Regions from separate parts of the Pan troglodytes genome. Here region 2 is linked to region 1. A link is a contact called in public Hi-C data. All regions are on one chromosome and are shown on one strand. The core of a region is the stretch at or near the end of the contact, and the rest is flanking DNA. Distances in the headings are between cores, read along the strand shown.

What was found. A called contact is a pair of places that touch in the nucleus more often than the background predicts.
Region 2: a contact with region 1 is called in a Hi-C map of induced pluripotent stem cells, with 3 times the contacts expected there. The contact joins the enhancer-like site here to the promoter of INHBB in region 1. A contact is called at or near these places in 2 of 7 Hi-C or Micro-C datasets (both in induced pluripotent stem cells).

The regions. Positions count from the first base shown.
Region 1 is chr13:21,027,867-21,030,566 of NHGRI_mPanTro3-v2.0_pri, reverse strand. It overlaps INHBB (inhibin subunit beta B), which reads right to left and starts at 1,425. Exons shown (of 2, transcript XM_016949618.3): 1 at 925-1,425. The coding sequence starts at 1,372.
Region 2 is chr13:21,222,001-21,224,700 of NHGRI_mPanTro3-v2.0_pri, reverse strand. No RefSeq gene overlaps it. Among named protein-coding and RNA genes, the nearest start is that of INHBB, 190 kb to the right of the region's middle. Within about 2 kb of position 1,395, at least 3 of the 24 cell types and tissues checked have an H3K27ac peak or open chromatin away from gene starts, as enhancers often do. A contact at or near this core is called in induced pluripotent stem cells, where this site is marked.

The DNA of each region.
Region 1 (2,700 bases), core at 176-2,675:
CAGCCTGGCTCATTCAAGTCCTGAAAAGGACAGCGGAGTCGAAAGCACTTGCAGCATTTTGGCGCGGGCACATTTTTCTCCTTCTTTTAAAGTTCCGAAAGATTTTTCTCTCCCTGATTTTTATATTTAGACAGTGTTAGAAATTTGCAATCTGGGGCCGGGGGGGGCGGATTCCAGAAAGGAGCCATACCCTTTGTTAACTACGACTCTGCCTCTCGGGCGAGGGGTCTGCTGCAGCTGCCAGGCAAGCCGAAAGGCACGGGGCTGTCCCCGAGCCGCGGCTTTCTCTGTGTAAATGATGGACCTGTTGAGAAGCCTGCCTTCCGCCCGATTCCGGTGCCCACACAATCGGAAGAGAGGTTGCCTAGCTCTCCCCAGCGAGGCTTCAGCAATCCTGGCAAGCCCACGCCGCCGGTGATGGAAGCGGCCCCAGGGGCCTCTCACGCAGGCACACACACACACAGACACACACACAGATACACACACACTCTCTCTCCTCCGGCCCACGTATATCAACAAGCACACACATCTCCATCCACACTGCTAAGCCTACACTCCGATCGTGGGAAACAAAAACATTAAGCAATCACCAAGCAAGTGCCCGCAGAGCCAGGGCCGCGCGCATCTGCCGGGAGGGGGACGCGCGCCCAGAGGCGCTGGGGCCCGATTCCGGAGAGCAGGGGTGGAGGGCCAGGCGCTCGGCGGCGGGGGGTTGAGGCAGCAGGCAAGGGTCTGCGGCCTGGGGGAAGAGGACTGCAACCCGGGCGGAGCGCGCAGGGCCACGGCCGAAGGAGCTCTGCCGGGAGTCCAGGCTGCCCCAGGGCGCGCGGGCTGCGGTGGCGGCGGCGGCAGCCGGAGCTAGCAAGGAAAGGGAGAGCGGGAGCGAGCGGGGACCGCGGCAGACAGCCGGAGGGCCGGACCCACCTGTCTCGGCGAAGCTGATGATTTCGGAAACGCGCTCCTGGCCGTCGGCGCCCGGGCTGGCGTGGCCGTCGAGGTGCGGGATCTCCACGCGGCCGTCCTCGCGCACCTTGCCCGCGTGCAGCTTGCGCAGGGCCGTGACCATGGCGGCCTTAGGCACGGCGTGCGTGATGTTGGGCCGGCCCCGCATCTGCAGGCGGCTCAAGATGTGCCGCTTCACCGCCTCCAGGAAGTCGCCGTCCACTCGGCCGAGCTCCTCTGGCCGCCGGAAGCCGCCGCACGACGTACAGGTGTCCTGCGAGCCACCCGGGGCTCCGGGTGGCGGGGGTGGCGGCGGCGCGGCAGGCGACGGCGGGGGCGTGGGTGAGCCCCAGGCCTCAGGCCCCAGCCAGCCGACCGCCAGCAGCAGAAGGCAGGCGGCCCCCAGCGCCCGACCGGGCAGCCCGTCCATGGTGCGCCGCTGGCGACGAGGGCGCCCGCCGGGAGGCGAGCCGAATCGAGCCGAGCGCAGGGCCGGGCTCCGGGCTCCGGGCGCGCCGCCCCGCCCCGCCCCCGCCCGCGCCCGCGCCCGCGCCCGCCCGGGCCTCCGCCCGCCCGCCCGCCGGGAGGGCTGCCGCCGGCTCACAGGGGGAGGGGGCCGGCCGGGCCTCGGGGGTTCCCGCGCGGCAGGGAAGGGGCGCCGAGGGCCCCGGGGGCCCGAGGGGCGCGCCGGGCGGGGCGGAGGTCGCGGGTCACTGCCGCACGGGCGTCTCGGGGCGCCTCGGCATCTGCAGCCTTCTCCCCATCCTTTCCGCGTCGGGGGCCCCGCAGCCCTGGTTCGGGTGAAGCGAAAGCAGCGGCAGTGGGAGCGGCGGTTCGGCCGGCGGCTGGGGAAGGTGGCGAAAGAGCGGGTCCACGCAACTTGGCTGAGACGGAAGCGAAGGCGCTGGAGCCCCCCGGAGCGGAGCCGGGCGCGGCTTGGCGCGGCGCTGCGGCGGGCGCTGCGGCGGGGCCCCGCGCTCGCACCTGAGCGCCTCGCCCTCACTGCCTCGCGCCAGGAAGGGCCGCCGGCGGCGGAGACGGGCAGGTCGTCCTCGCCGCGGGCCGGCGGGCAGTGGCGCGGAGCAAGCTTGGTGCCCGGGAGAGCCGGCCGCGCGGGCCCGCTCACAGGCGGCGCCGAGCCCTCGGCCGCGGGCCTTGCAGTCCTCCCGGCGCGTCACACGGCAAAGTTGTCTCCAGGCTCCCTGGGCGCCGCATCCACGGGCGGGCGGCCGCAGCGCGCTTCGCCGGGGCCTCTGCTCCGCCCGCCTCCTCGCAGCCTCCCTCCCTCCTTCCCTCCGCCTGCCTGCACGGCCCGGCCGGGCGCGGGGCGCCGGGCGAGGAAGGCGAGGGGGAGGCAGGGCCCTTCTCGCCCCTGTCTCTTCTGCCTGCCGCGGCGGCGGCGAGGTCGGCTCGAGCGCCGAAAAGTCTCGCAGCGTCCCCGGGTGCAGTGCCCTCGCTCGCGCTCGCACTGGCACCCGCCGCAGGGCCGGGAGAGAGCGGGCGGGCGGCGGCGGCGTCCCCGCGCCGGGCCGCGGCACGGAGTGCGGAGCTCGCCGAGGAGGAGTTCTTCTCTTTGGCCTCTCTTCTTTTACTCTCCCCGTTTTTTCTCCCAAGGGGGAAAAAAGCCGCACAATCTCCGTATGTGCGCGCGCGTTGAGATAGACGTTGGCAGAAAAAAGGGGGGGAGGGAGGGTGTCGTCCTGCCCGTGCGAGAGGAGACGGTCCGTACCTCCCCGCTCGAGCTTCCCGGGGTGGGGG
Region 2 (2,700 bases), core at 146-2,645, 190 kb before region 1:
TAGAGTATCTGCAACAGCAGCACCGTGGTGAGTGAAACTCAAGGTTTCATGAGGACACCGGGGGGCGGGAGCACCTTCAGGCCTCTGTGGCTAACTCAGGCACAATCTGTGCTCAATAACTCCAAAACATAGGCCACTGTGGGCCATGAGCAGCTCCCTCCTTCCTGCCTTAATGAGCACAGTGTGGAGACTGAACCTCAGTCTCCTAGAGGGATGGAATTAAAGGAATTGGGTCAGCCCACTCATCTTACATCTGGGCGTACCAGGCGGTGACACACCCAGGCTGCATAGCCACACAATGCGCACCCTTGGCTGGCCCAGCTCTGCTCCCCTCCAGGCCCAGCAGCCTCCTTCAGCTGCTGAAGCTGAGGGCACTGGGGTGCTAAGGTCCTCACAGGCTGATGCTTTGGGCAGGTGCTGGGAGGCGAGGAAGAGCCCATGGCACCATCTGACTTCTCAAGGTGCCCTGGCAGGGTATCTTCCTGAGATCTCCTGGGGAGGTGGCCAGATGAGAGAGATCAGAAAGGAGGGCAAAACCGCAGAGGCCAGAGCTGAGCTCTCCATCTTGTGCAGTCACCAGGCACTAAGGCCAGAGAGAAGAGGAGAGCCCTGAGCGCACAGTCAGGGAAGGCCTTGTGCAGAGGCGGCGCCTGGGCAGGACAGGAAGGATGGGCAGAGGGGGTGGCAGATGGCAGACAGCAAGGACAAAGGGGAGGAGGTGGGAAGGTCCCCAGACGGCATGGAAGACAGAAAGGGAAGCCCCTCCAGCCATTCCTGCCGGAGACCCTGCCAGGGCCCAAGGGTGGGCTTGGCAGACTGAAGGGCTCCTTGCCAAGGCTGATAAAGGGAGTCTCTCACTAACTGGAAACAGGGGGCTGAGAGCCCTGTGAGAAGGGTCTGGATTCTGGTGACAGGAAGATTGGCAGGGCTGGGGATAGTGGCTTGGAGCCCCCAGGGCCTGGTCCCAGAGGCTCAGACAAATGCCATGGTCCCAGGAGGCCCTTCCTTGCAGTAAGCAAAGATTTCCTTAGTTCTTTTGACTACTCCCTGGGTCAGGTGACTTCACCTCTCTGAGCCTCCGTTTCCTCCTCTGTAAAATGGATGTGTAACCTGATAGGCTTGTTTTGAGTAGTTGCTGAGATCACAGGCCTGGCACAGAAAAGCGCCCTTCAGTTGCGGGCTCCGTGCCCCCTCGCCCAGCACCCTGTGCACCCCTCTGGTTTCTCTAGTTATTCACCAACTCTGCCCTGGTGCACTGCCTGCCTAGGGCTGAATGGAGCAGTGCGGGGGTAAATCAAGCCCACATGTCTATCACCAGGCACTAAATCTCCCCAGGGACATTCCTTACTGTAGCAGTAATGCCGCCAGCTCCAGGGAACAGGGTTGCACCATAGGGCAGGCTCCCCACACCCGGGAGGCTTAAAGGGCCAGCTCCAGCAGAAGCAGCAGGCCCAGCCTTACATGGGCACAGACGTGTCAGCAACAACAGCACCCCGCTGCAAAAATAAACAAGCAGCACCGCCGCGTCCAGAGACTCACAGAGTAGGGGATCAGAGCTCAGGCTCTGAAGTCAGACCAGGTCTCATTCCCAATTGAGCCACTAAGCCATGTGGCCTTGGACAGGTTACTCCCCTCCCTGCTGTCCACCTCGGTTTCCTATTGGGCTGGCAGGTCTATAGTGAGGACTGAAACGCTGAGAATCCCTGGTGCACATCAAACACTCCCTTGTAGCGCCATTGTTATTTATCAAGTGCCACGCACATGTGATTTGGTCCACTCCAAAGTTTCCTAAGGAAGAGACTGCTATTGTCCTTAAATTTCCAGAGGAGAAATAAAACCAAATCTCGGGCTTGTTTGGGCTGTGTGATCAATGGTCATCGCGGGACACTTGGCACTTGACCTGTGCTCCATGCAGTGAAGGGGATGGGCCCAGGCCCGGGCACTGGGAGTCCTGGCTGCTGTGCCTGCTGCACCCGCCCACTGCCCTGTCCTCCCTGGCTCCCCACCGCAGGCAGTCGTCAGGGCCGGCTTTCCCTGGCCTGGTCTGATCACAAACCAGGAAGGACGGCACAAGAACTGATCTTTGTTGAGCCCCACTGGGTGAGGAAGGCCCCTTCGCTCCCGATCCTCCCCCAGCTCTGCCGGGAACTGCTTTGGAGAAGAGCAACTGGAGGATCAGAGAGGCTGTATGCCTGCCCTAGGTCACTCGGCTGGTGGGGGCATCGCCAGGAGTAGAGCCTGGCCAGCTTTGAAGCCAGCGTTCTTTCCTCTCTAGCCCACGTGCCTGGTTCAGTCTACAGTACCCCTCACTCCCAGAAAAAGAACAAAAGCATTCAACCCATGGCCTGTCTTCTGGGCTGCGAGGGACGGCCCTTTTATTTATGACAACCGGCTGGCCAAGATCAAAATGACCAGTGGGAAACACCAGTCTCTGTGGATGACTTTGTCATCAGATCACTCGAGAGAAAAGAGCATTTATCTGTCAGAGGCTCACTCTTCCTCTGCAATACCTTCTGAAATTATTGAGGGGATTTAAAACAGGAAAATACAATGTTTTCCTCATGAAAAGAACGTTTCTATTAGAGAAAGCAGAGGAAATACAGAGAGATGGGGTCGGGGGAAGCCCTTAACCTCCCACCCGAAGGTAACCATTAACCTGTCTGTGCCTTCCTCTATCAGCTTTTCATTCTTTTTCAGCAA